Linked DNA regions of Gossypium hirsutum: all the other regions are linked to region 1. A link is a contact called in public Hi-C data. All regions are on one chromosome and are shown on one strand. Each heading gives the region's core, a stretch centred on a gene start, on an enhancer-like site or on the middle of the called end of the contact. The rest is flanking DNA. Distances are from core to core; before and after follow the strand shown. Region 1 holds the start of LOC107902149. Region 2 holds the start of LOC107888701 (glyceraldehyde-3-phosphate dehydrogenase 2, cytosolic). Region 3 holds the start of LOC107888699 (glucose-6-phosphate 1-dehydrogenase, cytoplasmic isoform). Region 4 holds the start of LOC107888709 (serine/threonine protein phosphatase 2A 57 kDa regulatory subunit B' theta isoform).

Region 1 (6,702 bases), core at 2,850-5,349:
CATAAGTGACTAAAATGTAACCTGAGACAAACAAAAGTTACTATTTTTATAGTTTACCTTATTTTATTTACAGTGATAGTTTAAAAACATAAAGTGGGTGTGATTCTAGGGAAATGTGATAGAGAAAGAGTTTCAGAGTTATGTTTAGCAGAATTTCTTAGCTACGGACCCCAAAGAGAAGAAGGGAAAGAAAGGAAATGCTTATTAAGGAAAACAGATGATGGGAAAATTTGAAAATGGGATGTTGAAACCGATGATTCATTGTGTACACTTGAAGAAGCTTTCCAAAAAGTTGAGCCTTCTTTAGGTTCCAACATCGAGTTGAAATTTGATGACAATGTTGTTTATCAGCAACACCATCTTATCCATGTTCTTCAACTCATCTTGCAGGTACATAGTGTAAATTGTATGAGATGTACGTATTGTTTTTTGTTTTTTGTTTGGGTAATCAACAGGTTTTCTTCTTAACAAACGGTGGGACTGAAATTTATAACGATACAAGGAGGAATTCGCTGAAGCAGGCCATAAATGTGAGCTTGGAAGGAGGATTTCAAGGGATTGTTTCAGAGATCAAAGGAGTATTCAAAAACTCATGAGCATTGCCAAAGATCAAAGACTCTAATCTCTCTCTCCTCACATATGGCACGCTCAAGTAAGTTCCCTGCACTGCAATATGGGCTAGCTAAATCATGTTCTAATTTTCAGCTGTTTTTGTGTAATTAGTGCATTAATTAATATTTTGCAGCAATGTGTGGGAGGCTGTGTACATGCAGTATTTGATGGGGTGATTGTTGAGTTTGTTGAAGAGATCTCAAATGCAGTGGGACAGATGATTAAGCCTGCAACTGAGATAAAAAATGAAAAATTATAATTGCTTGTATTTCCCAATCATGTACGAAATGAAAATTTATTATGTTAAAACATGTTTGTACTGGCTTTGAGTTTAGATCATGATTGTTGGTATTGTAGCACTATCAGTAGTATTGCTTGGTGTGTATCATTTTAGCTTTAATATCAGTATCAAGTAATTTAAATTTTGTTTTGATAAAAATTTGGTTTGTTTTGATCAATATCAACATTGAAAGAAATGTAGCAATTATCATAAATAAAAAGTGATTAATTAGAGGGTGTTCTCGGTAAATTGTGATTCCTCTTAAGAGATTGCCTGACTCTATTTTTTATTAGCATCAGGGAAAGAATGTTTTGGCATAGTATAAACAAATACGAGAATAAAAGGTCTCCTTATTTGAGATCATGGCAAGGTGCCCCCACAGGCTTCCATTAACCTAAGTCACTGTTGAAACGCATTGAAGAATAAGGGAAATTCGTTTGTAGCCAAAACCCATTAGTTCAAGTATCGCCTTGAGAAATACCCATCCGACAACATCAAAAGATTTACTCATCAATTTCCAAAGCAGCTAAGGAGCTCTTTCTTTTATTCTTTCTCCTAATGTTGTGAACTTCACCTCCAAGAATCATATTAACGAAGGCAAGTCTCCCATGTACAAAGGCATTTTGGAATTGAGAGAGAACCTACTCGCTAAGACTTTCGAGGTGATTTTGTATGCCTCGTTATAAAGGTTAATGGGTCTCTAGTCTGTGGGCATAACTTGGGATTCACCTTTAAGAATAAAGGTAAAAATGGTTTTATCAAGCTTTTTTATTAAGAAACTAAAATCCAAAAACATAAGAGTGGATCAAGTTGCTAGAAGTTCTATGATATCCTAAAATCATTGTTAGAATATGCCTGGTTTACCATTGATATCGGGGACCCTAAGGGGACCAATTTGAAAGGCGGCAACTTTGACTTTTTCTCCAAGAATGGTAAGTCAAGCTCATTCCTTGCCTAATGGATAAGGTAGGCATGCTTGATGGAGTCAACATCATTAGTCTCTTCTCTACGAAGAATACTTTTCAAATGCTCTAAGAAGCATCATTTAATATCCAAAGGATTATCAATCAAATATTAGGCGAATCACGAATCCCCAAAAATTTATGTTCCAAGCCCTCCTGCTTTTAGTACTTGTTTTTTAGTGTTGCACTCACTCGACATGCTCCAAATGAAAATGGATTTTTGAAACCAATAGATGTGTTCATGCTACTATTCCACAAGACTATGTTGGTCTTGGATCTCAGTCTCTTGCTTTTTGATCTCTCCAAACATTAAATTAAATTGTATTTCATTCAAAGAAGATTCAATATCTAATTTACACTTTTTAGGATCACCAAATATCTTTTTATTCTATCTTTGCAAAGATGAACTATTGATTTTAAATTTACAAATCAAGAGAAAGATGATCCTGCAATGCTAGGTAAGCCCGTTCTTGATACTTTTGAGGTTCTAGATGAAACAATAAATTAAACTCCATTTAAAAAAAATTATAAAATGTAATACAATAAAAACTGAAAATTTTTTGGGACCTTAAGAAATAAAGCATTTATAATAAAAAATTGAAAGCAGTAAGTATTTAATTAATTTATTTTAATTTAAAATATTTTTTCTCACATTAAAAATTAAAAATATTTTTTTAGACTTTTTTTAATTTTGTACCCTAAGCGATTGTACTCTTAAACAACTCACGATTGGGCCTGATGCAATTGCTCCAAGCATTACTAACAATGTCATGGCACTAGAGGTGGGTAATCCACATTGCTTCGAAACAGTAAGGCCTTCGTTGAAAAGACCATTCGTTAAGAGGTTAAAGGTAAAGCATAACGAATTAGTGAAGGCTCTATTAAGCCTTTCCAATACAGCGTCTTGGCCTTGCCAGTTATCGGCCCACGTATAGTAGGAGTCTTTGATATTTATATAATCATATGTTTAATACAATATAATTTTAAGGTTTATAACAGTCATAAATGCAATTACAAAAACTGCATCTGAATAATAATATTTTTTAAATAATATATGTAAGTTTATATTAAATTATAATTACTTATATGTTAGCACATAAACCAGAATAAATATGTACTGAGAATTCATATAAGATTTATATAAAGTGAGATTGAAATATGAAATCTTAAAATTCTCAAGGTCTATTAATCTAATATTAATAATTTTGGGATAAATTCGTTTTTTTTTCTTTCTTACTTTATTTTTTACTTTTATATTTTAATAAAAAAATCCACTAAAACCTTTTAAATAACAATAACTAATTAATTTTACATAAATATAATTTAATAAACTTATCTCAAGAGTAATATATAATTGAATCAAATATAAATTTAAAATACTTAATTTTAATTTAAATTAAATATTTTTTTAAAAAAGAAATAAAATATATTTAATTTTATAATACTTTAATACTTAACATTTTCATTACTTTATATTTAAAAATGTAAAAAATAAATAAAATAAAATAATACATAAATAAATAATAGGCAAATTACACCATTAATCACTAAAATATGGATAAGTTATCGGTTTGATCATTTAACTAAAAAATTTACAATTTGATCACTTAAATATTTGAAAGTTTTCATTTAAGTCATTAAACTATTCAAAAGTTTTTATGTAAGTCATTAGGTAATTAAGTTTTTATTTTTTAATTACGCTAATGAACTCTAAACAACGATTCGATAAACGAGATGGTGAATTAGTACTCATCAATAAGTATAAAAATATACCTTAGAAGAATATATTAAAAATGATTGATTGGTTAGTTGTGAATAGAGAAATGCAACGATTTTAAGAGTCCCAAGACTTAATTGAAAACTTTTAAATAATTTTGTAATTAAATTAAAACGTTTTAATTTAAGTGATCATAATAAAAATTTACCATTAATGATATAATTGACCTAAATAATAAATATATTTTACACTGACCCTCTTTTATCCTAAAAAGTAAATTCCCTCTTGTCAAAGAAATTTCAACTAAATTTCAGCTGATTTTTTTTTTTTTTGTCAATAAAAATTCAGCTGGATTGTACGCTCGAAAAATCAAGCTTGTCATATATCTCTAAATAATGATTCAACTTTTTTCGCGATATTAACTATTAACAAGAGCGAAAGCCAACAAAGGTTAAAGAGGGGATATTTCCCTCCGCCTAATTTAATCTATAGGGATTAAATTGCATTTTTCGATATAACAGAGGGACTTCCGGCATACTTTAACCTTCTTCATCTCAATCTCAGAAAGTCATATACTTCTTTCTATTTTCTTCATCCTTTCTTTCGGTTTGGCCTTTGAATCCCAAACTCACACTTCTCTGCAATGGGCAGCAAAAACAAGGATGTAATTCGACTAGAGCGTGAAGCCGTCATTCCCATTCTCAAGCCCAAGCTCATCATGACTTTGGCCAACCTTATTGGTATGCTTCCCATTTCTCCACTTCCTCTCTTTACTTGAGTCTTTACTGTTTTCATGTGTTGCAGAACATAGTTCTGATCGGGCTGAGTTTCTGAAGTTCTGCAAGAGAGTGGAGTACACAATACGATCTTGGTATCTTCTCCAGTTTGAAGATTTAATGGTATTGCTAACATATTCCTTCAACCATTTTTGTTCGTGTTTCTTTCCTTTTGTTCTAATTTTAGTTTCAATTCATGTTCACAGCAATTATACTCCCTCTTTGACCCTGTAAATGGGGCTCGGAAATTGCAGCAGCAAAATTTATCTTCTGAAGAAGTAGATGTACTTGAACAGAATTTCTTGACATATTTATTTCAGGTGTTCTTCTTCTCCTTCTTCTTCTTGTTGTTGTTTCTTCCAAAACCCCAAATTGGAACAGGAATTCACAATGCTGTCACTGAAATATATATTAAGTCTGTATAATAACAAGCTGATGACTTGAATTTCGTTTATGTTTAGTGTGTCTCTGATGTTTTCCCTAACATGACTAAACTTGAATACGACAACTGCTACTCTTTTTTATTACAAATTTCGCATTACATTGCAATTTGAAATTCCCTTTGGTGTCACAGGTGATGGAGAAGAGTAATTTTAAGATAGCTACTGATGAGGAGATTGATGTTGCACATGCAGGGCAATATCTTCTTAATCTTCCCATAACAGTTGATGAATCTAAGGTCATCTGCAACTTAGTGTGTTTTGTATATTATCATGGCCGTTTGTTAAGTCTTTATTTGAATATATAGTGTGTGTTTTGTTCTGTGCTATTAAGTTTCATTTTTTTTTTTATATTTATCTTGACCTTTTGTTTTCACTGAATGCAGATTGACAAGACACTTTTGAAGAGATATTTTTCAGAGCACCCCCAACCAAACCTCCCAGATTTTGCTGATAAGGTTGTGGTTACAATTTAGAATGGAAGGTGCATCATTGTTTATTTTGTTTCAGATAGCCACTAGTAGGTAGAAGGTTCTCTTTTCTTGAGTTCAACATGCAACAAAATCAATAATGATGAAACTGAAAGGATTTTGATTTTGAACTTATTTCCTTTATTGTGCCTTTAGTTTGCACTAGTTTGTTTTTTCTCTTAGTATTTTTCATGTGGTGTTTGCTATGTATTTGTATGATTAGATGGACCAGAGTCCAGAGACTTGCTTTGGTTAATGGCACAATATTATGCTTGAGACCCGTGTAAGATGATTTTCACAATTATTTTGTACATGCTATCCAATTACTATAAAGATATAATATATTCATAAAATTTATTACAAATTCAGAGCCATTTCAATACCATACCATCGAAGAAACTTAGCAGATGTTTGTTTGTACATATTTGATTCAGATGTATTAGTTGATCTCTCTCTGAAGCAAAGCATAATTCTTTTTGTCTTTAGTACATCATCTTCAGACGTGGGATAGGAATTGATCGTACAACTGATTACTTTTTCATGGAGAAGGTAGACATGATTATTGCACGTCTTTGGGCCTTTCTCTTAAGACTAACCCGGTGAGTATGTTTAGGGAAATCATTACCTTTTATGAGTTGTTATGGTATATTATTGGTTAAAGCACTTTTAGATGCAGCTGCTTAGAGGTAATTTGAAATTAAACCTACGGAATGTAATTTAACAAACTTTTTGCCAACTCGAAATATCTTGGAATTATTATGATTGGCGGGTTGAGCTAACGTTTGGCCAATCTGCGGTCTTCACTTATTAAGAGTCTTAAATAGTTAATTTACTGCGCAAAATACAGAGTTGAACATGAGATGCTTTTAGTATTCTATCTTCTCTTCCTTATAAACTTGACTTTTTGTAAATTTTCTTTCTCTTCCTTTTAATGCGTTCCAGATATATGATCCTTGCAGGTTGGAAAAGCTTTTGAACAGAAGATCAAGAGGACGAAATAAGAAAGAGCCAGCGAAGGATGATGAAATTAACCCTGAAACGGACAGTGAAGATTTGTATGTTGAACGGATCCGTCTTGAAAATATGGACCTAAGGTTGTGAAGTTTATTTTGGAGGACAGTATTTATTCATGAACATATATACCATATATTGTATGGTAGCTTTCTAAGCAACTTGAAATATGCTTTCCTTGCCATCATCATTATATTTCGAATTAGTCCAGAAAATTTTCAAATTTCATGCAACTACTTCTTGATCTTTATGTTTAAGTTTTAGCACTAATATTTGTGTATTTCTTTCCTCTTGAATTTCTGGTGATGTCGTTGCTCAATAACTTGCTTATTCTGTATTAAGCAGCATCAATAACTTGGTGGGCAAGACTACGATCCAAGAGCCTACTTTTGATAGGATAATTGTTGTTTACAGGTACTGCATGTTGCATCTTA
Region 2 (6,702 bases), core at 2,255-4,754, 470 kb before region 1:
CTAAACCCTTAAAAACTCTAATCCAACTACTACCTTAACCAAAACCCTAACCCAAACCAAAAAAACCCTAATACCAAAATCCAACCAAAGAGAGAGAAAAACGCGTACAAAAATCGGCCTAATCACTCAATTAAGTTTTAAAATCGACATTTATGCCTTTTAACGTTTCAACCTTTTTCTTTGAATTAGTACGCCTGTAATGATGTGTATATAATAAAAAAACAGGTCTAACATTCCCGTTTAACCATTTTAAGTACGCCGGTTTTAGATTTAAACAAGTAAATTAAATTCTTTAAGTTTTGATGCTAAATAGAATGTTTAGCTCTTGTTCCCAAGTTTACCTTAGCCTTGCCTTGTTTGTTTGGTTCCTTGTAATTATATATATTACAAGTGTTTCAGACAGAACACAATTACAGTGTAAAATTAGAAACTCCCAGAATCCCGAGCAATTTCTATTATTATTCCCATAGCATCTCTTCCATATTTTGCTAAAGCTGAAGAACGAGGCTATTATTAAAAAGTCCATTATGAAATGAGTTTGGTTCACCAAAATCACTCACTTAGGCAGAAGCCATGTGCCGGATCAAGTCGATCACACGAGAACTGTGACAGAAAATCATGACACCGTCAAAAAAGCAGCGGAGAACAAGCATATATATATGTACATATATCTCAAGCTAATAACGAAATGTTAGTTTACCTGTAACCCCATTCGTTATCGTACCACGCGACAAGCTTAACAAAATTGTCATTTAATGCAATGCCAGCCTTGGCATCAAAGATGCTTGACCTGTCAGAATACAACAGAAGGTAAGTTCCATTTATATATTTGTATCACCTTAATCACAATAGGACAGAATGGATTGGGTTCAGATCAGGTAAATCTAGAGAAGATCAATCTAAGTGTCAAAATTTTCAAGACATTTTGTATTCAAGTCAATTTCGAGTTCAAGCTGCTTCAGGTTTAGGTCTATTCAAGTTTGGGCAGTTTTGAGTTCAACTCATTCAGGTTCGACAATCAGGGTTTTTAGGTTAGGTCATTCCAAGTTGGAGAAATTTCATATTTTTGAAACTCAAGTTTTGATCAATTTAAGTTAGTTGTTCAGGTTATTTCAAATTCAGGTAATTTCTTGTTCAAATCATTATCGAGTTTGATTGTTGACTTCTACGGACTTGGGTCAGAATTGACTGATCAACAAAGAACTCTCTCAAGCATGCAAATCAACATTATGACAGGCATTAAGAATGAAGCTTTCACACCTGCTGTCCCCAACAAAGTCAGTTGATACCAAGTCTTCATCTACGTAGCCAAGAATTCCTTTTAAATTAGTTTCAGATTCCGCCCTACATAAAAATATATATTATTTAGGTACATTATATAGATAATATTATATTCTGAAATATTAAAAATATCATTACAATATAAAAATATTCTAATCCTTACTTGATAGTGGCCTTGATATCTTCATAAGAAGCCTTCTTCTCAAGCCTAACCGTGAGGTCAACTACAGAGACATCAACTGTGGGAACACGGAATGCCATTCCAGTCAGCTTGCCATTCAATGATGGCAACACTTTGCCAACAGCCTATACAATTACAATATAAACTGTCAAACTTCGAATCCAACGACTATTTAAAAATAATAAAGACAGTCATTGTTGATCATAATACATTTATTCAAAGGTGAATACAGTTATTAGTATTTGAAAATCTAAAGATGATTATATACCTTGGCAGCTCCAGTGCTGCTAGGAATGATATTGAACGAAGCAGCTCTACCACCTCTCCAGTCCTTCATTGATGGACCATCAACGGTCTTTTGAGTAGCTGAAGTGAAGAGACTAATCAATAAACAATACATACGGATAGCAACAGAAAGCAATAAAACACCATATATACTTACCAGTAATCGAATGGACAGTGGTCATAAGACCCTCAACAATGCCAAATTTGTCATGGATGACCTGCCACCATGTTTACAAGACCATTATTACCATGAAGATAAAACTATTTGTCAGAAGCTCCAAAACAAATAAAAGGGAAACCACTATTACCTTAGCCAATGGAGCAAGGCAGTTGGTAGTGCAGCTAGCATTGGATACAATGTGAAGGTCAGGCTTGTATTCCTTCTCATTGACACCCACAACAAACATGGGAGCATCCTTACTGGGAGCAGAGATGATTACCTTCTTTGCACCACCCTAAAAAGTGAAAAAGCATAGATCAGATGAGAATACCATACACGAAGATAAGAAGAAGAAAATCAAGTTCCAAACACAACTTTTGGGGGCCTTAACTCCAAAAAAGCATAGGATCAAATTATTATCACAAACCTTCAAATGGGCAGCAGCTTTGTCCTTGTCAGTGAAAACACCAGTAGACTCAACGACATAATCAGCTCCAGTCTCACCCCAAGGGATTTCTTCAGGGTTTCTGGCATAAATCAAAAGCCAATAAAAAAAATAGCTCCTAAATGGAAAACTCACCATGTTCCTCAAGTCAATTACAACAACCCATTTTGAAAAAGAAACACATGATATCACCTGATGCCGAAAACAGTGACAGGCTTTTCACCAAAGAGAAGGGTTTTTGAGTCCTTCACCTTAAGCTCATGGTGCTTCCATTGACCGTGAACACTGTCATACTTAAACATGTAGGTCTGTACAAATACAATTATCAAATCACATCAATAATTAAATCGTTAAAAAAACTGATTAAAACGGTTCTTCATTTTTCATCCTTTCTTTTCAAATTAGACACAAGATTCGCTCACTAAAAAAAACCTAAGCAGAACCAGTAAGTTTATAATAAATCTCTTAAAGATCGAACAAGAAATACATCAGTTTACCAGTTGAAATTTAAACTATTTCATCATGCTCTGTTAGGTAACACTAAAAGTTCAAGAATCATATCACAAGAAAGAAAGAAAGAAAAAAATTCAAATCATCACTCATCTCAGAGCAGAGAAGATCAGATCAGCTTTCTTAAAACTAAAACCAATATAATACAAACATGCACGGAGACTAATGCCAAAACCTAGTAAATAAGTGAGAAATAGGAAGGAAAATACAGTGTACGAACCATGTAATCGGTGGTGATGAAAGGATCGTTAACAGCAACGAGCTCAACATCTTCACTTTGGAGAGCAACTCTGGCAACCAAACGCCCGATCCTTCCAAATCCTTCACCAAACAGAAAAAGAAAATCAGATCCATAATTTAAAAACAAAATCAATAATAATAATAATAGTACCGTTGATTCCGATCTTGATCTTCCCCATATCGAAAGAAGCGAAAAAAAACAAATCTCTGAAAAAAAATACGACGGCAAAAGAACGGAAGTAAAGGAAGTGAGAATTGAGAGGAAAAAATGAGTAAAAAGGAGGGTTGTTTATATACGAGAGGAAGTGTTGGTGACAGAATGATAGAAAAGGGCAAATGACGGAGATTCTCACGAGGAAAGTGGGGTCGTAGCTCACGTGTCACTTGGATGATGATGAGAAGAAGAAGAAGCAAGGGTAAAAACGTAAAATCAAAGAGTACAGTGCAGAATGAATAAATCCATAAATGAATTAATGATCTTCTTTTCTTCTTAAGTCTATCAGTCAAGTTCGTCACGTCTGATTATATCTTCTAGGACTAATCTGTTTTTGAAAAATAGGAATCGACTTTTTAAAATGAAAGTTTAGAGTTTCTAAGCTGTCGAAATTATTTTTTTAAAAAACGGGAATCGACTGTTTAAAACGAAATTTTAAAGTTGCCACCGATCCTTTTTGATGGAGTGTGATCGGGTCACCTCAAAACGTGGTCGTTTTTCAATAAACAGATTGATTTATCAAAACAACAATTTTGGTCTGCGAAAATTGGAAAAACAGGTTTGGGAGTCGATTACGTGCGAGGAAGGGTTATCACTCTTGTCACGCCCAAATTTAGTACCTAATTGATTATTCAGTGTCTTAATGTTGAAAATTAAAAATTTGACAAGAGTTTAAAATATGATTCCTCTTAGTGTTAATGTTTTTTTGAAGTATTTGGATGAATTAAAACGTATGCCAATGACCGTTTCATCTTAAGATAAAATGTTATATCCAGTACGTTAGGACACAACACATCGACCCTCGATTATGAGCTTGCCTTCTATTTCATTTAAAACACATGTATTTAAATTTTAAAAAGGATATTTGGATATTTAGATCAAACGGAAAATCGAAACCCAGTATGTTAGGGCACGACTACTCGAATTTTTAAATACGGAATATTGCCTTTATGTTATTTAAAACTCATGTATTTTATTTTAAAAGGATAATCGGTTACTTAGATCAAACGAAAAACTGAAACCTAGTACGTTAGGACACGATTTCTTGAATTTCCAAGTATCGAATATTGCCTTTACTTGAAAAATCTAGACAAAAATAATAATAAATAAAATAATATAGAGATAAAAGATAGAATAACAAAGAAAATTCGAATAAAAATTTAATTTAATTCGGGAGGGGGAAAATAAACACACGTACAACAAAATATTGAATGAAATAGTTTAAAAATAGGACGGATAATAAAAATAATAGTAATAATAATTTAAAAAATAATGGAAATGATATTAAAAAAAATAAATATAATGATGATAATAGTGTTAATAATAATAATAATAAAATAATAATAAACAAACGACATATTAATGATAATAGAAAATAATGATAATAATAACGGAAGTAATGAAAATAATAATAATAGAAACAATAGTATAAAAGTAATAATAAAATAGAAAAATGAAAATAATAAAAATAGAAACAATAGTATAAAAGTAATAATAAAATAGAAAATAACAATGATACACTAATAATAATAATATACGTGCTAATAACAATAATAATATAAAAAAAATAATATTATATTGATAAAAATAATAATAGTAAGTTAATAATAATAGTAATAAAAAGGTAAAAAAATAATAAAATAATAAAAATACTATTACGTTACTATTAATAATGATAATAAATCAGTAATAGTATATAGAATAATAGTAAAAGTAATAAAATAATAATAATAATAATAATAACAATATTAAAAATAACACTCTTCCCTTCCCTTCTAAATTTGGCCATCGGTCTGGCCTTGCTCTGGTCACCGAACCTCCACGCGCCGCCATCGGCACCACTGTACACGACGGCCGAACCTAAAAAAAAACCCTTTTTCGGTAATTTCAAAATGGATAAGCTTCTTCCCCTTATTTTTACTTCTTATGTAAAAAATAAAATAAAATTGAAAGATAAAATAAAATAAACAAGGAACTTAAAACGAGAATTGACGAAAAAAGCACCTCTTTTGGTTTGATTTTTGATTAATCTCGTGTATTTCTTGTATCGAAAGTCTCTCTTTTTCTTGTATTCGAGACTCTCTCCTTTTTTCTCCAAAAAAAAGAACTCCTATTACAATAGTTTTGAATGGCTTTTATAGCCAAATTTTACAACTTGTTTGCTAACCGATTGCCTCTTTCTTTTTGTAGGCAAGTAGGGTGATGGAGTTAGTGGTTGGTTTAGTGGTTAGTTTAGTGAAGTGTTAATTGGACTGTTAATTTATTTGGTGTTTTAGGCTCTGCTTGTTGGGCCCGGGTAAAATTTGAGCTCTACAACAATTATACAAAGTATATTAATGTAATTTGTAAATTTGTTTTATTAACTAATCTATTAGTAAAAAAATTACAAATTTACAAACGAATATATTACACCCAAGGCACCAGATCCAACAACCCTAACAATGACCCCAATTGTTACATATCACTCTTTTGAAAGTAACCTCACATACAAGCAAAGAGATCATTTTCCGAAAGTCATTTTTAGTGAAACAAATGGAACCTAATTTGTTTTAATCTGTATAAGAGTTTAATTGTACAATCTTCCTAGGAAACATTGCATCCTTATGGGATACTAAATCCTTCAAAAATTTTAATATAATTTCTCTATCTAAAGAGCCATATAAGTAGATTGTAACAACATTTATTAAATACATATAAACTACAAAATTAATAAGATATTTAAAAGTGATTGCATCCCCACAAAAGAATATTATATCTTTCATAGTGAATGTCATGATTTTTGCAAAAACCCTTATATTAAAAATTAGGTTTTATACCTTAAAACTTCAATTTTTTTCATTTCATTTTCACAAAACTATCAATTCGGCCTACTGATTTTACACCTTTTATCCAATATTTTCACAATTTGTAAGTGGATTTAATTCTATGAATTGAGCTTTTTATTTTGACCAATCATTCAAATGTCTATATTAGAGGATAGATTTAGGTAATATTATATATATAAATGTTGTCGGCAATTTTTTCATTTTGATTATATATTTTATCGTATTGATATAATGTATCAAAATCTTTAATTATTTTCGTTTTCATTTTCAAATACTTAAATCTCTTTTTGAGTTCCCTAATTAGTTATATCTTGAATTTCTTCAACAACATTCGCTTCTGTGATTATAATTTTTTTTTCTTTCATTTTCTTTTCTTTTATTAAAATTTTCATGTTTGAAATCTAATCAATTGATTAACCATGCTTGAGGTATGCGTTACTTTCATTTGCTTTAATATGTGATGCATCTGTGTTTGTCTCTCTTAACCCTGTCAAGTCAAGGCATGGAGATCATCTTTTGTGTACAACCACAGTGCCAATGGTTTTGCACTCAACTTCAGTT
Region 3 (6,702 bases), core at 2,785-5,284, 450 kb before region 1:
AACCGGCTTTCTCCAAAAGCTCATCCGCTTCTGCTGGTCCACGGCTGCCTGCTTGGTATGGAATCGGTTTCATTTCACCGTTGTCAATTCTATGTAGAAGAGGCGTGAAAATCTCCCATGCTGCCTGATGAACAAAGCAATATGAATGTTACAGATTGAATCCCTTATAAATTATCTTCTTCCAGAGTATATACAAATTCTTACCTTCAACTCGTCTCTACGAACAAAATGCTGTTGATCACCTCTTATCCTACATAACCAAAAAAAGTTCTGCTGTTCATTACACAGGAAACATAAAACCAGAAAACGAAACTAGTTATCATAGTTTGTGATCCACATTACCAAACCTACCAGCTGTAAGGGTAAGCATTGCAAACAATAATATTTCAAGGATAAAAATGGGCAAGGATCATAAGTGTCGAGAATGAGACGTTCATAAGCCTCTGGGATCGTAACACCTTGATAGCGTTGCCTGTATGACAAGTCTAGTTCACTTTGAACTGTTGACATCTCCAGTCCAGGCTGCTTCACCTGCATCGGTGATGAAGTACTAGTCAATATGCAAGTTTAGCAGAGGAACATATATGCAGTGTTTTTAAAGTTTATAATAGCTTTCAGATCGACACAATAAGATTATAAAACTCACCATTAGCTTCATGTACATGGCTTCAGAAGGTTGCAGGCGGATGACGAACTCATTTCTCCCTTGCTTTTTACCTGAATAAAGATTCATCACATCTCTTCATGATTTTATCGAAGAGACTACATAAGCAGTTCGGTGGGAATAAGCAATAATATAAGCAAAGTTACAAAGAATCTTAAAGATTTATTGTTATACATTTGAATATATCACCAGGAACATCCTTAAATTGAACACGAATCTCCGCCTTTCTCGAATTCAATGCTTTCCCTGCCTTTAGTATAAAGGGAACACCTGGAAACAAACCAATAATTCAAATTAGCTAATCTGATGAGAAATTTAAATTAAATTTAAGCTTGTATAGAATTATTACCTTCCCATCTTTCGTTGTGTATACGGAGAATAACAGTTGCAAACGTTGGGGTGTTTGAGTGATCAGGAACTGTCGGATCATCTCTGTAACCTTCATATTGTCCGAGTACAACCTCTTCGTCTTTAATTGGAAGTACCGATTGAAGAACCTGGATTTCATATGGTAATCAGCATATGGTAAAGAAAGCGCAAACTTAGAGCGCCTAAAATATAAGGAAAAATAGAAATTAGGTGCGTTACATCAAGCATATACTACTTCAAAATGGATAGGAACATAATTGGCTTGTTTTGCAGGCATAGTTATGAAACAACTACAGTCACTTCCTAAAGTATGGAGTTATAAGATGCACACCTTCACTTTTTCATCACGAATGCGCTCAGGTTTGAGAGATACAGGCTTCTCCATAGCAACAAGACAAAGGACCTGCAGTTGGTATGAACTCGATAAATAAGTAGGCTAATGGTACATAGCATGTTTTTCCTCCAGCTTGTTTTTGTTTCGGTAAAGATCTAAGGCACTTCAGTTTATAACAATTACCTGCAACAGGTGATTTTGGATAATATCGCGGATAATGCTGCACAAAGAGCACAAAAGGAAAATGAACTAAGAAGCAAATACTTAACATAGAAATCACATACAAGATGCTAGGGAAAATAAATGATATCAAACACACCCGTATTCATCAAAATATCCACCTCGACCTTCAGTTCCAAAGTCCTCTCTGAACACAATCTACCCGAAGAAACGAAGAAAATAGAGATTAATATTCAAAAGAATAATCATAATTTATTAACAAAGCTCCGACAGTCCACCAATGGTGTGAACATCTGCAATATCCTAAACAAAAGGATACTCACCTGTACATTATCAATGTTGTCACGATTCCAAAGGGGTAAGAAGAAGCGATTTGCAAAACGAAGAACCAGCTGCAGGTGCCACAAAGCCAGATTTGAGCCGAGCTGATAAAGAAATCAAGAAATACAAAGCGACTGTTTACACATTCATTACCAGGTTCTGGACCAATTCCTTTCCCAAATAGTGATCAATACGGTAAATTTGTGGTTCATCAAACAACTCGCCAATCTGGGAACTTAGTTCCTCTGCAGAGCCTAAATCTCTTCCAAATGGTTTCTCAACAACAATCCGAGTCCATCCGCCAAGATTAGCTGGAAAACAAGACATACATAAGATATTGTCTTCTAATCATGGAGGAGAACTTTGAGGAACAAAAGCACCTACATTTTTTCATGCAGTATCTCCTGATCATCCTGCAAACAGATGGATATACTGATGGTGGAAGAGCGAGATAAAAGAGCCTCCGAGATGACCCTTCTAGGCTATTTTTCGAGGTTTCATGCTTTGAAATCTCCTTGTCTAACATTTGAAAGCCCTCTGCGGCATCATATGATCCGCTTACATATTTAATCTGCAAATCATAACAATCGCTAGTTAAAAGCTAAGAAGCAAAAACAATAGGAGTGAAGCATGTTGAACATATAACTAGGCTTGTACTGACCAGCTGTAAGAACTTTGATACATCTTTTGATGGTGAAGCACTCCTTTCACTCACAAGATATCTGCCATTTCAATTATTCATAAATTAACGCAATTTGGCTAAAGTGTGAGCAACTATTCATTAAGCATCCGACCTAAAACCAAGCAATAATAATGGAAGGAGTTGACTTTAATACTAAACAGATGTGGGATACCACTACTTAACACTCAACCTCACGTAGGGGCAGTCAACCACACATGGGGTTAGGTAGGAAGAATAACATAACAAACTCTGGAATCTGATACCATGTTAAGCATTGGACTAAAACCGATTAGTAATAGGTGGAGACGTCTCACCCACGAATGCGATTTCTCAATTCGTCATCTGAAATCTTAGTCCTTGCATAGCCGAAAATGTGCACCTCAATTGGTGGCAGAAATCCCTGCATACACACAATTACCATCTAAGGTTAGCCTTATCAGGGAAGCCAAAGTTGATCAATGAATCTAAAACACTTGAACCTGGCAATAAAGATGAAAGAGAGCAGGGAAAGTCTTCTTTTTGGCAAGATCACCAGAGGCACCAAGAACAATAATTGAAAGGCACCCAATTTCCGGCACAGTCTCATTGCCTACAAGCGTTTCACTCTTGAAACTATCTCGTTTTTGAAGGCACCATTCACCTGATCCCATCTTCTAAGCTTTGCCTTTCTTTGTTTCTTTTATGACCTGTACTCAAAGAAATGTAAGCTGTACGCAAAACAAAAAGACTTCATTTTTGCTCAACTTTTATCAACAACATGCAAAAGAAAGGTTAAAGAAAATTACAAACTTTTCAAAAGAAACAAATTCTAAATGAAATACTCAAAACTCGACTCAGAATCCAAATCAAAGGAGAAAACCAATGAAATTAAGCTCAATAAAATCACGTTTTGCCCATATATCTATTAAATGATTTGATTAATCTGCCAAAACTGAAACAGAGCGTGACATAAGAGTTCACTTTCACTCAACTAAATGACAATTGGCTTAATAAAGATATGAAATCAAAGGTTTGTGAAGAACATGCAAAAGAAACATACAAAAAAATATGCAAACTTTTCATTGCATGGATCCCATAAAGAAACAGACTTTACATTAAAAACTCAAAACCCAGATCAAATGAGAAAACCAATCATATCAATAAAACCATGTTTGGGAAGAAAGAATGAAGAACCTGAGATAAAGAAGTGAAACAAACCTTGAAAGCAGGATTCAAAGAACAATGAAACCTGAGAATTGTAAAGAAAGAAAGAGAGGCAGATATATAGAGCGAGAGTGGTTGGTATGAGTTTGGTGTTAAGGTTTGAAAAGTGGGCGTCAGAGCTTGAGGTTATATTGCAGTCTTTGTATCGCTCTTGTTGTTCTGTCACCAACTCCCCTTGTCTCAATGTGTGGGATCTTTTTCTTACCAGCCGCCGTAGTTAAACACCAACTTGTCTTTTCCTTTCCATATTTTCCACCTTCATTCTCCGTATTTATGTCCATGCCCCTCCAACTTTGTTCTCAATATATTTATAACCGTTAATTTAAAATATAGCTAAAATGGGCTCATAGTTTTTGCATACTTTAGTAATATCTTTTTCATTTTGGGCTGAAACAAAAAAAATCCCAAAGGAGTATATTGTAAATACGAAAAATATACGGTGACGACTGACGACGTTATAAAGAAATCCAATTTACTATTGGCGCTAACAAAATTGCGAATCAAATGAACCCCCAAAAAGAAAAGAAAAGAAAATTGAGAATAATAAAAAGGCGACGCCCCTTTCTAACCGTCGCTGTCCAATAAAATAAAGATCGGATCAGAATTTTTTTTCCACGTGATGAACGGCCTTGATTTGACGAATCCAGTTAAGATCGTGGGTGTTAAGAGGAGGTTGAATGTATCAATTTCAATAATTTCATTAAAGGAGAAAATAATGCATCACCCTACTTCATGTCTTTATAATGCGAAATTATCCATCCTGTAATTTTAAAGAAAAAAATAGCTACCACTAAGTGGTAGTTGAGTCCATTTTGTGTAACCATTATTATTGGGATGAACTTATTTTTTGAATGAATTCTGTACATATAGGAATCCAATGACTAAATCATGGACTTCCACTTCCTTGGTCAGAATTCAACAAAATGCGTCAACAAATAACCTCATCAATATAAGTATGTCCGTGGAATTTATGTATTAAAATTTTTAAATAAAATTAAATTGTAGAGTTAATATTTATTAATTAAAAATTTTCATGGTTCAATTTTAAACGAAATACTTCATTTGCAAAATCATTAAATTTTCAAAATATTAATTATATTAAATAGTAAATGAACATTTATTTAAACAATAAATACTAATTTTGTTGAAAATTAATCTTATTTAATTTTTTTAATAATATAAGGACTAAATTGGGTCAATTAATAATAGACAAAAGAAAGTGCAAATAATAGTCAGTTAGATAATGGATATCAAAATATATAAATTTTGTAAATATAAGAATTAAATTAGATAATAAAAAAAACTTAAGTATCATATTAGAAAAAATATCAAATTTAAATAAAAAATTATTTATTAATATAAAAAGAATTTAATATCTAAAATATCAATTTTAACATGAATTACTATACATAAAAAATAATTTTTAGAATATTGTTTGTTTGTATCAAAATTTGTAGTAATATTTCGTCAATACTATTATTAATTACTGACATTATATATGTTTATTTAACATAAAGTTTCTACAACAAAACAAATAATTTAACGAAAATTATTTCATAAATATAAATCACATTTATCGTGCCATGAGTTGCTGGTAATTTTCTTCGAAATATCTAGAACATGAAAAGAAGATATTAGATAATTATTGGTTAAATTAATAATATGATTAAAATAATAGTAAATTCAAAAGTAATGTTTTAATATATAAAAAAATAAGTTTAAAAAAAATTTTGAACCAACAAGAATACCTTTTATTTTTTAATATATTATTAAATTGACATTTAAAAATAATTATATTTTAATTTAAAAATATTACTTAAAAACGTTTAGTTAAAATAATTATAATTGAAGTAAAAGTTGACGTAAAAAGTTTTTACAATTACAAACATTTAAAAAAGTTTTTTAATTTTTTTAATTTTTTGCTATATATTTTGAGGGAGAATGCCTCTAATTTTGACCAAATTTTTATTTTGGCTTTTTTTTTCTCCCAGTTAAACTATGTTTTCAGGTTTCCACTTAATTCTGATTAACCTTGAGTTATTGTAGTTATATATGCTACGAATTTTCAGCCTACAAATAGGCCTTACTTACTCTAGGTTTTACACAAAAAAATATTTAGATTAAGAGAATTTTGTTCTTTATTTTGAAAAGATTTTTTTTTGTGGGGTTTCAGATTTTTCTTTTAATTCTCTCCATTTTTTGTACTCTTCTTTATTGTAGTGAATTCTCCTTTTACCCGTGGTATTTTATCCTTTTTTAAGGATTTTTTCCATGAAAAATTTGTGTGTTCGATCTTTTCAATTCTTATTTTCTTTGCTTTATTCGTTGTTTAATCGGGTTTATCCCTTATAGACTAGTATCAGAGCTAGTTCAATTTTCGCAACCAACTCGTTCAAATATGGCAACGTCAAGGTTCAATATTGAGAAGTTCGATAGAATTACAAATTACAGTTTATGGCAAGTTCGGATGACGACAATACTAGTTCAAAACAGTCTGAAAAAGGTCGTTACAGGGAAGAAGCCCGTAGATATGGATCAGTCAGAATAGGAAGAGCTCGATGAGAAGGCTCTATCCGCTATTCAATTATGCCTCACGAATAATGTGTTACAGGAGGTTCTGATGGAGAAAATTTTGTTTGTGTTATGGAAAAAACTAGAAGCCTTATATATGACGAAATATTTGGTCAACAGGTTAGTTTTAAAACAACGCCTTTACACGTTCAGAATGACAGAATGTGAGCCAATTAGAACTCATATAGTGAGTTTATTACACTACTTAATGACTTAAAGAATCTTGAAGCAAAGATTAGTGACGAGGATCAAGCTATGTTGTTGTTATACTATTTGTCCTCTTTTTATAAAAATTTCAGGAAAACTCTGATTTATGGAAGAGATAATCTCTCGTTTGAGGATGCGGAGGGGAATCTTTTGAGCAAGGATAAAATTTAC
Region 4 (6,702 bases), core at 2,683-5,182, 380 kb before region 1:
TTTTGAGATGTGAATAAGAAATCTGTTATGGTATATCAGAAATGAGCAATTTTTAGTCTGCGCCTTCTAAAGTATTGAAAAATAATTTAGAAATTCAAAATTATGATTAACTTTTTTATGGAATTATGGATTTCATGTTGCTAATTATCAGTGTTGAAGTAAGATGCTAGTATGCAATAATGGTATTGCTATTGCTTTGCAGGCAAAAGCTAATAATGGAGAAGGTCCTGATATATTACGAAGTGCACATGATGGTGGCACTAGTGGACATGCTGAGTCATTAGCTGCAACTCTTGCTGAGCATCAGCAACACCTAGCTAGCTTTCAGGTGATATATCCATTGCACGTTAAGTAGTTCTTGATGATGTAGAACACCAAAATTTGGTATATATATAAAAGTTTTAGCTTAAATTATTTGGAGATTGAAAACTGACCAAATCTATTCTATTATTAGAACTTCTGATTGAGTTGGTTTTACAAGTCAAGAGACAAATCAGTTTTTGAAATGAAATAATTAAATATTACAGCAAAATAAAAATAAAAATATGCCAGCAGAGATATTTATATGTGTATTTTTGTTTTACTTCTCTATTTTTTTTCACCCACAGTGGATGTGTAGAATCTAGTGGGAATATATTAGTTTGCTTTGCTTCATACGAGCATGTTTTGTGGGTTTATAAATTGCTTCTATGGTTTCTAAGTTCTCTCTAAAGGTTTCTAAGTTCTCTCTAAAGGGTCTTTTTGGCATATCTTTGTCGACTCTAGATACTGATCTTTTCCAGATGACATGTACAAATTTCTAATACGATTCAAATGCAGGTGCTTATTAACCAACTAAAGGAAGTTGCTCCAGCAATCCAGAAGTCAATATCAGACTGTACAGAGAAAGTAAATAGCATTTCCTCCAACTTACCTACAATGGCCAAACATCGTGGTCAAGCCTCTTCACCTATTCAAGCTCAGAGCAGTGGAAGGACCTTGGTAAATAATGTTCCATCAATTTTTCATGTTATGCAAGCATTTGAAATTATTTGAAATTTTGGATACTTGTGCTTCTAGAGCTTGTGCTTCATTTTTACGATATTTTTATTGATCATGCAGGAGAGTAGCTCCGATGATGTTGGTGACATTACTTCAAAAATGTCTACTGTTCAGCTTGAGAAGATTTCAGCTAGTCCTCCTGCTTTAAAGCTTCCACAATTGTTTAGTTTAACCCCGAATTCATCTGGAAAAGGTGGAGCCATGCAAAAGCGAGCTCCCCTAACCCCAAATTCAGCTGGAAAAGGTGGAAACAGGCAGAAGCAACATACATTTGCTCCTCAGACCAATCAAATTGATACTTTTTCTGAAAGGAACTCAGTGGAACAGCCATCTGTAAACAATCATGTAGATTACCCACCCCAAGGTTTGCTTCTTTTATGCTCCACTTGTCTCCCTTCATGTTATTGATTTAATGCATCTTCTTTTATTAGTTGAAAGAGAATTGGTAATTTAACTCCTTTAATGTTGCAGATAGTGACAATTCTTATATTCAGAATTTAAAAAGATCTGTTAGGCAAGCTGCATTGTCAACGCCATCCTGCAATTTAGAGTCATCACGGGACAATCAATCTAATGAAAGTTCTGAACAATTCTTCGTACCTGTTTCGTCAACTAATTTTTCTTGTGGGGGACCGGAAAATAAAGTGAGCTTAATAAAGACTAAGAGATTATTTTCAACTCAAACTGACAACTCCTTGCTCGATAGCCATGCCAGTAATGGTCGAATTGGGAGTCATAACTATGATGACTTACCGCAAACGTTGAACAATCTAGATTCTCTTAATGATTACGATCAAGTAAATGGATTTCTCTCTGCCGCTGCTTCAAGTTCTGCAACTTCTGATGGACAATCATTTTTTGACATGGATGATGCTCAAGATCAGGTCTTCTCTCCTCCTTTGCTGATGGACATGTCCTTGTTAGCCGATACTTATGAGGATTTGCTCGGTATGTTGTTTTTATTGAAAACTAATACTATTATATAGCCTCGATGTAGGCGCTGTACTATAAGTGTGTAATAATCTAATGCCACCATGGTTCCACTTTTTTAGCGGAGTTTTGTTCGTTTTCTACCTCCTCATGAGGTCGTATTTGATTTGGAGGTTTGTTTTGTGCAGCTCCACTTTCAGAAACAGAAGCTGCTTTGATGGAGCATTGAAACCAGGGATTGGACAATTCCATTCGGATATGGTTTTGGTTTTGGGTCCTTGGTTTGGATGTCCAGCACTCACCCATTGCTTTGTTGTTCAACACGATGCTTGTATGTACTTTTGAGAGACAGATCCACGATGAAGCCTTGATTATTGCGATTATTTTGTAACCAACTGAAGTTTAAAGAAAATTTATATAATTTTTGCCCACAATGCAAGCCTTTTGGTACTGACAGGTACTTTGGCAAGATGGCTCGTTGAAGTTTCTCGATTTATGAAAGGTAAATCGAGATTATTTAGCTTATCCTTTAACATCATGATATGTTTTAAAAGCGAAATTCATTAGATGTTGTTGTCAATTTTTGTATGCAGAAAGTTATAGATGACGTTCATTGCTTTGCTTGCAAAGGAGTTTTGTTGACTTTGTAAGTTTTAGATTAATGTGTTGTTGTCCATTTCAGGGCCTGCAATTACTTCTTTTCAATGTACCTGTAGCGAAGGAATTAATCACTGTTATTGGCGGTAAACACCTTAATTTAAAAAAAAGAAAACAAAGAGTACCTGCGATACATACCTTTCCAAGGGTTAAGTATATTAGATTTTCTTAAATTATAATCAAGTTTTAGTTTGGTTTTTAAAATTTAAAACTTGTTTCAATTAAAATTTTGAATTAAAATAGTATTTCAACAAAGTCTTTTAGATAACTTAATCGTAACATTTAAAAAAAATTATCTTTTCATACATGTTCAAAAAAATCAAGTCAAAGCCAGGATTTATTTTCCTTTTATATAATATTTAGTTCCACTTATGATTTTCGAAAAACATGCTTAAAGGTATTTAAATTTATGTTTTCATAATTATGATCACAATAGTTATCAAATGAGAAAAATCTCAATTGATAACTAAACTAATAATTATACTATTGAAGGGTTTCATTGCAACTATAGTACAGGAAAAAAATGAAATTATTTGATATTTAAGACTAATTAAGTTATAATGATAAATTTAACATTTTCTTTTGTTGTTTTGATCTTAATTCTTTTATTATTTTAATCCCTTAACCTTTAAAATTTAATCAATTTATTTTTTGGAGGGAAAAATTGATGGAACACTTAGAAGTTTAATGATATTGATGTGGTAACCCTTGTAATAGTCTATGTATACTTCATAAAAATTCAAAAAATATAACATGTAGATTGTCACATGTGTTGCTACATTAATATCATTAAAAGTTTAACAATTTAACTAAAATTTAAAAGTTGAAAGCCAAAGTGATTCAAAAAAGAAAAGAATCAAAATGACAAAAAATATAAATTTTAGGAGCTGCATTTGTTATTATACCTTAATTTAAATAAATTATATCTTTATAAACCTTCATCTATGTGAGATGAACAGTTTGGGGTTTTTACATATTAAAGGGAAATGAAAGGTTTGAAGAAAATTTTAATGGTAATAATGTTGTAAGCTATCTAAGATTATAATTCAAGTTTGTAATGATTTTAAACAGCTCACAAAAGATAAATACAAAAAGAAAAGATACATTATAGTTTCTACGGCACGCGCCAAAGTGCACGTGAGGTCCTTTGCCCGACCAGAATGGAAAACTGTGCTAAAGCCGGAAGAAAAGATGGAAGCTTTGGCCTTTAGATGATAACCGTGGACAACAATGGATCTGTCAAGTCTTTAAAAATTACCACTCGAGTTGAGTAGCGCGTGGGAATATTAAACTATCATTTTTGTTGTATTTCTCATTTTTAATATTCTCCATCTTCATCCGGGAGAAAATCAAAAGTGAAAAAAAAGTGTGAGCTTTGAGATTGAAAATGAAATTTTGCTGAGAAGATTTAGAAAAAGATTAAATCTTTACTAAAATAAAAAAAAATAGAGATATGGGTTTAAGTTAAACAATTATTTTCCACAAAAGAAAGAAAAGAAAAAAAGGAAAACTAAAACACCACCAACAACAGCCAAAGGTTGTTTCATGGATGATGTTTTTCTTCTTTTTCCTAAATCCCTCATTTTTTTTTCTTTAAATTCTAAAATCTCTATCTCTCTGTGTGAGAAAGAAAGGAGTAGCTCAACTATCTCTTTTGTAAGTAGACAGATTTTACCCTCTTTTTTTTTTGTTCATATTTTTGTTTCCTCACCTTTTCTTGGTTTTGCACCAAAGCTCTTTTTCTTTCTTCATATTAGTTAGAGTTTTATTTTGGGTTATGTTCTTTTGGATAATTTTGTAGGTTGCTTTTGTTGGAAAATGCTGTTTGGGATTTTAAGATCAAACCCAGATCTTGTTACCTTTCGGTCAACCTTAATGCTTTTGTTAATCTTTGGAAGCTACGGAAAAATAGAGCCAAGGGGAACACAGGTGGAAATTCTTTGCCCCTTTTCATTCTTTAAAGTTATGTAGCCTGAAAATTAAAGCTTTTAGCTGAATTTCATGGCTTTAATGGGTGATCAAATTGGGTACTTTTGTTTATTGTTTTAGGCATACGGTTTCTTTATCTATCTATCTATCTATCTATCTATCTATCTATCTATCTATATCTCAAAGTGATGCATGCTTTGCCATCTATTTGCTAATTGGGGCTTTTGTTTTAGTTGATTGATGTTCTCTATCTTGGACTTGTTTTATGTGTTTTAGATTTTTTTCAACATATGAAGTTTGGTTGATGTTGTTAAGGCAAACAATGAAGCTTCTCTGTTGAGGAATTTGAGTAATAACTCATTTTATTGAGGATGGAGTCCCATATTTATGGCTGGGTTGACTCATTGTCCACTTCGAGTATGATGATACTGCATTTTCTTTGAGGGGTTTTCTTTTTCATATCGAGGTTTTAAGTTACGATGATCAAACAAATACTTAATAGGCTCCCACGGAAACCATCTAAGTCGAGTGACAATCGTGAGGGAGGAGGAACCTCTACTTCATCATCAAATGCTTCTACCAGTTCAAGAAGCAGTGATCAAGTTAGTAACCGCTATGCAAACTCTAGCAGTTCGTCCTTTTCCAGCTCTAGTTCTCCAAATTCTGGGTTGAATCAAGGTAACAAGTTTTCTCAAGTGGTGAATACGAAACTGAATGGGAATATGGTTACCACTTCTTTTGAGGCTTTACCTAGTTTTAGAGATGTACCGAATTCTGAGAAGCAGAACTTGCTTATCCGAAAACTGAACTTGTGTTGCATCGTGTTTGACTTCACTGACCCGACAAAAAACCTCAAAGAGAAGGATCTCAAGCGGCAAACCTTACATGAGCTTGTGGATTATGTTTCATCTGCTAATGGAAAATTCTCGGAGATTGTTATGCAAGAAATCGTGAAGATGGTATCTGTAAATTTGTTTAGAGCGCTAACATCTCAGCCCCGTGAGAACAAGGTTTTAGAAGCATTTGATTTGGAAGAAGAAGAACCCTCGATGGACCCTGCGTGGCCTCATTTGCAAGTTGTTTATGAATTTCTATTGAGATTTGTGGCATCACCCGAGACAGATGCAAAATTGGCCAAGCGGTATATTGATCATTCTTTTGTTCTAAGGCTGTTAGATCTTTTCGATTCAGAGGACCCCAGAGAAAGGGAGTATCTTAAAACCGTTCTGCATCGTATCTACGGAAAATTTATGGTCCATCGTCCATTCATCAGGAAGGCAATCAATAACATCTTTTACCGCTTTATTTTCGAAACTGAAAAACATAACGGAATCGCAGAGCTTCTAGAAATACTGGGAAGTATAATCAATGGGTTTGCTTTGCCATTGAAGGAAGAACATAAGCTCTTTCTTGTCCGTGCACTGATACCGCTTCATAAACCAAAGTGTATACCCATGTACCACCAGCAGTTATCTTACTGCATTACTCAATTCGTGGAGAAGGACTGCAAGCTTGCCGAAACCGTTATACGGGGGTTGCTAAAGTATTGGCCAATCACAAATAGCTCGAAAGAAGTCATGTTCTTAGGTGAACTGGAGGAAGTTTTAGAAGCCACACAACCTGCCGAGTTTCAACGCTGCATGGTACCCTTGTTCCGTCAGATAGGCCGTTGCTTGAGTAGTTCCCATTTTCAGGTAGGGATTTCCTCGTTTCTCTACTTGCAACTTTAGCTTCTTTTCCGTATGAATGTCCCTTAACAGAATATGCCTAGATAAGTGAATTGAATTTTGAAACAAGGGGAACTCATCAATATGAGTTAAAGGCTTTATTGTCTGGCGATATCTGGACATTGTTGCTATGTGAAACTGTATCGAGTCGGCTATGCTAGCATGAAATATGTCCTTGTGTTTATAATTTGTTTGTAGGTGGCAGAGAGGGCTTTATTCTTATGGAACAATGATCATATCGAGAGTCTAATAAGACAGAACCGGAAAGTTATACTTCCAATTATTTTCCCATCCTTGGAGAAGAACGCAAGAAACCACTGGAACCAGGCAGTGGAGAGTTTGACTTTAAACGTCCGAAAGATTTTCTCCGCCACTGACCCTGAGCTCTTTGAGGAGTGCTTGCGCAAGTTTAAGGAAG

The links. Hi-C and Micro-C count contacts between places; a contact is called where the count stands out from the background.
Region 2: a contact with region 1 is called in a Hi-C map of leaf, with 5 times the contacts expected there. The contact joins the promoter of LOC107888701 here to the promoter of LOC107902149 in region 1. A contact is called at or near these places in 4 of 34 Hi-C or Micro-C datasets (all in leaf).
Region 3: a Hi-C map of leaf shows a contact between it and region 1, with 3 times the contacts expected there. The contact joins the promoter of LOC107888699 here to the promoter of LOC107902149 in region 1. A contact is called at or near these places in 5 of 34 Hi-C or Micro-C datasets (all in leaf).
Region 4: a Hi-C map of leaf shows a contact between it and region 1, with 3 times the contacts expected there. The contact joins the promoter of LOC107888709 here to the promoter of LOC107902149 in region 1. A contact is called at or near these places in 15 of 34 Hi-C or Micro-C datasets (callus, hypocotyl, leaf and 2 more).

What each region holds. Positions count from the first base shown.
Region 1 is chrA09:14,582,209-14,588,910 of Gossypium_hirsutum_v2.1, reverse strand. LOC107902149 reads left to right here and starts at 4,099. Exons shown (of 16, transcript XM_016828372.2): 1 at 4,099-4,311; 2 at 4,376-4,470; 3 at 4,554-4,667; 4 at 4,922-5,026; 5 at 5,174-5,245; 6 at 5,744-5,856; 7 at 6,217-6,351; 8 at 6,614-6,682. The coding sequence starts at 4,215. It also overlaps the pseudogene LOC107960290.
Region 2 is chrA09:15,051,255-15,057,956 of Gossypium_hirsutum_v2.1, reverse strand. It overlaps LOC107888701 (glyceraldehyde-3-phosphate dehydrogenase 2, cytosolic), which reads right to left and starts at 3,504. Exons shown (of 11, transcript XM_016812878.2): 1 at 3,254-3,504; 2 at 3,083-3,183; 3 at 2,545-2,660; 4 at 2,335-2,434; 5 at 2,056-2,202; 6 at 1,905-1,965; 7 at 1,731-1,828; 8 at 1,445-1,587; 9 at 1,261-1,344; 10 at 701-790; 11 at 307-603. The coding sequence starts at 3,281. The coding sequence ends at 561.
Region 3 is chrA09:15,031,219-15,037,920 of Gossypium_hirsutum_v2.1, reverse strand. It overlaps LOC107888699 (glucose-6-phosphate 1-dehydrogenase, cytoplasmic isoform), which reads right to left and starts at 4,034. Exons shown (of 16, transcript XM_016812871.2): 1 at 3,748-4,034; 2 at 3,030-3,236; 3 at 2,865-2,950; 4 at 2,530-2,590; 5 at 2,253-2,439; 6 at 2,022-2,179; 7 at 1,871-1,939; 8 at 1,687-1,745; 9 at 1,551-1,587; 10 at 1,365-1,436; 11 at 1,014-1,161; 12 at 839-934; 13 at 647-717; 14 at 416-531; 2 more. The coding sequence starts at 3,200.
Region 4 is chrA09:14,962,112-14,968,813 of Gossypium_hirsutum_v2.1, reverse strand. LOC107888709 (serine/threonine protein phosphatase 2A 57 kDa regulatory subunit B' theta isoform) reads left to right here and starts at 3,932. Exons shown (of 4, transcript XM_016812886.2): 1 at 3,932-4,284; 2 at 4,430-4,557; 3 at 4,834-6,251; 4 at 6,483-6,702. The coding sequence starts at 5,037. LOC107888708 (AUGMIN subunit 6) reads left to right here. Exons shown (of 13, transcript XM_016812885.2): 9 at 203-328; 10 at 820-981; 11 at 1,102-1,405; 12 at 1,513-1,989; 13 at 2,160-2,405. The coding sequence ends at 2,200.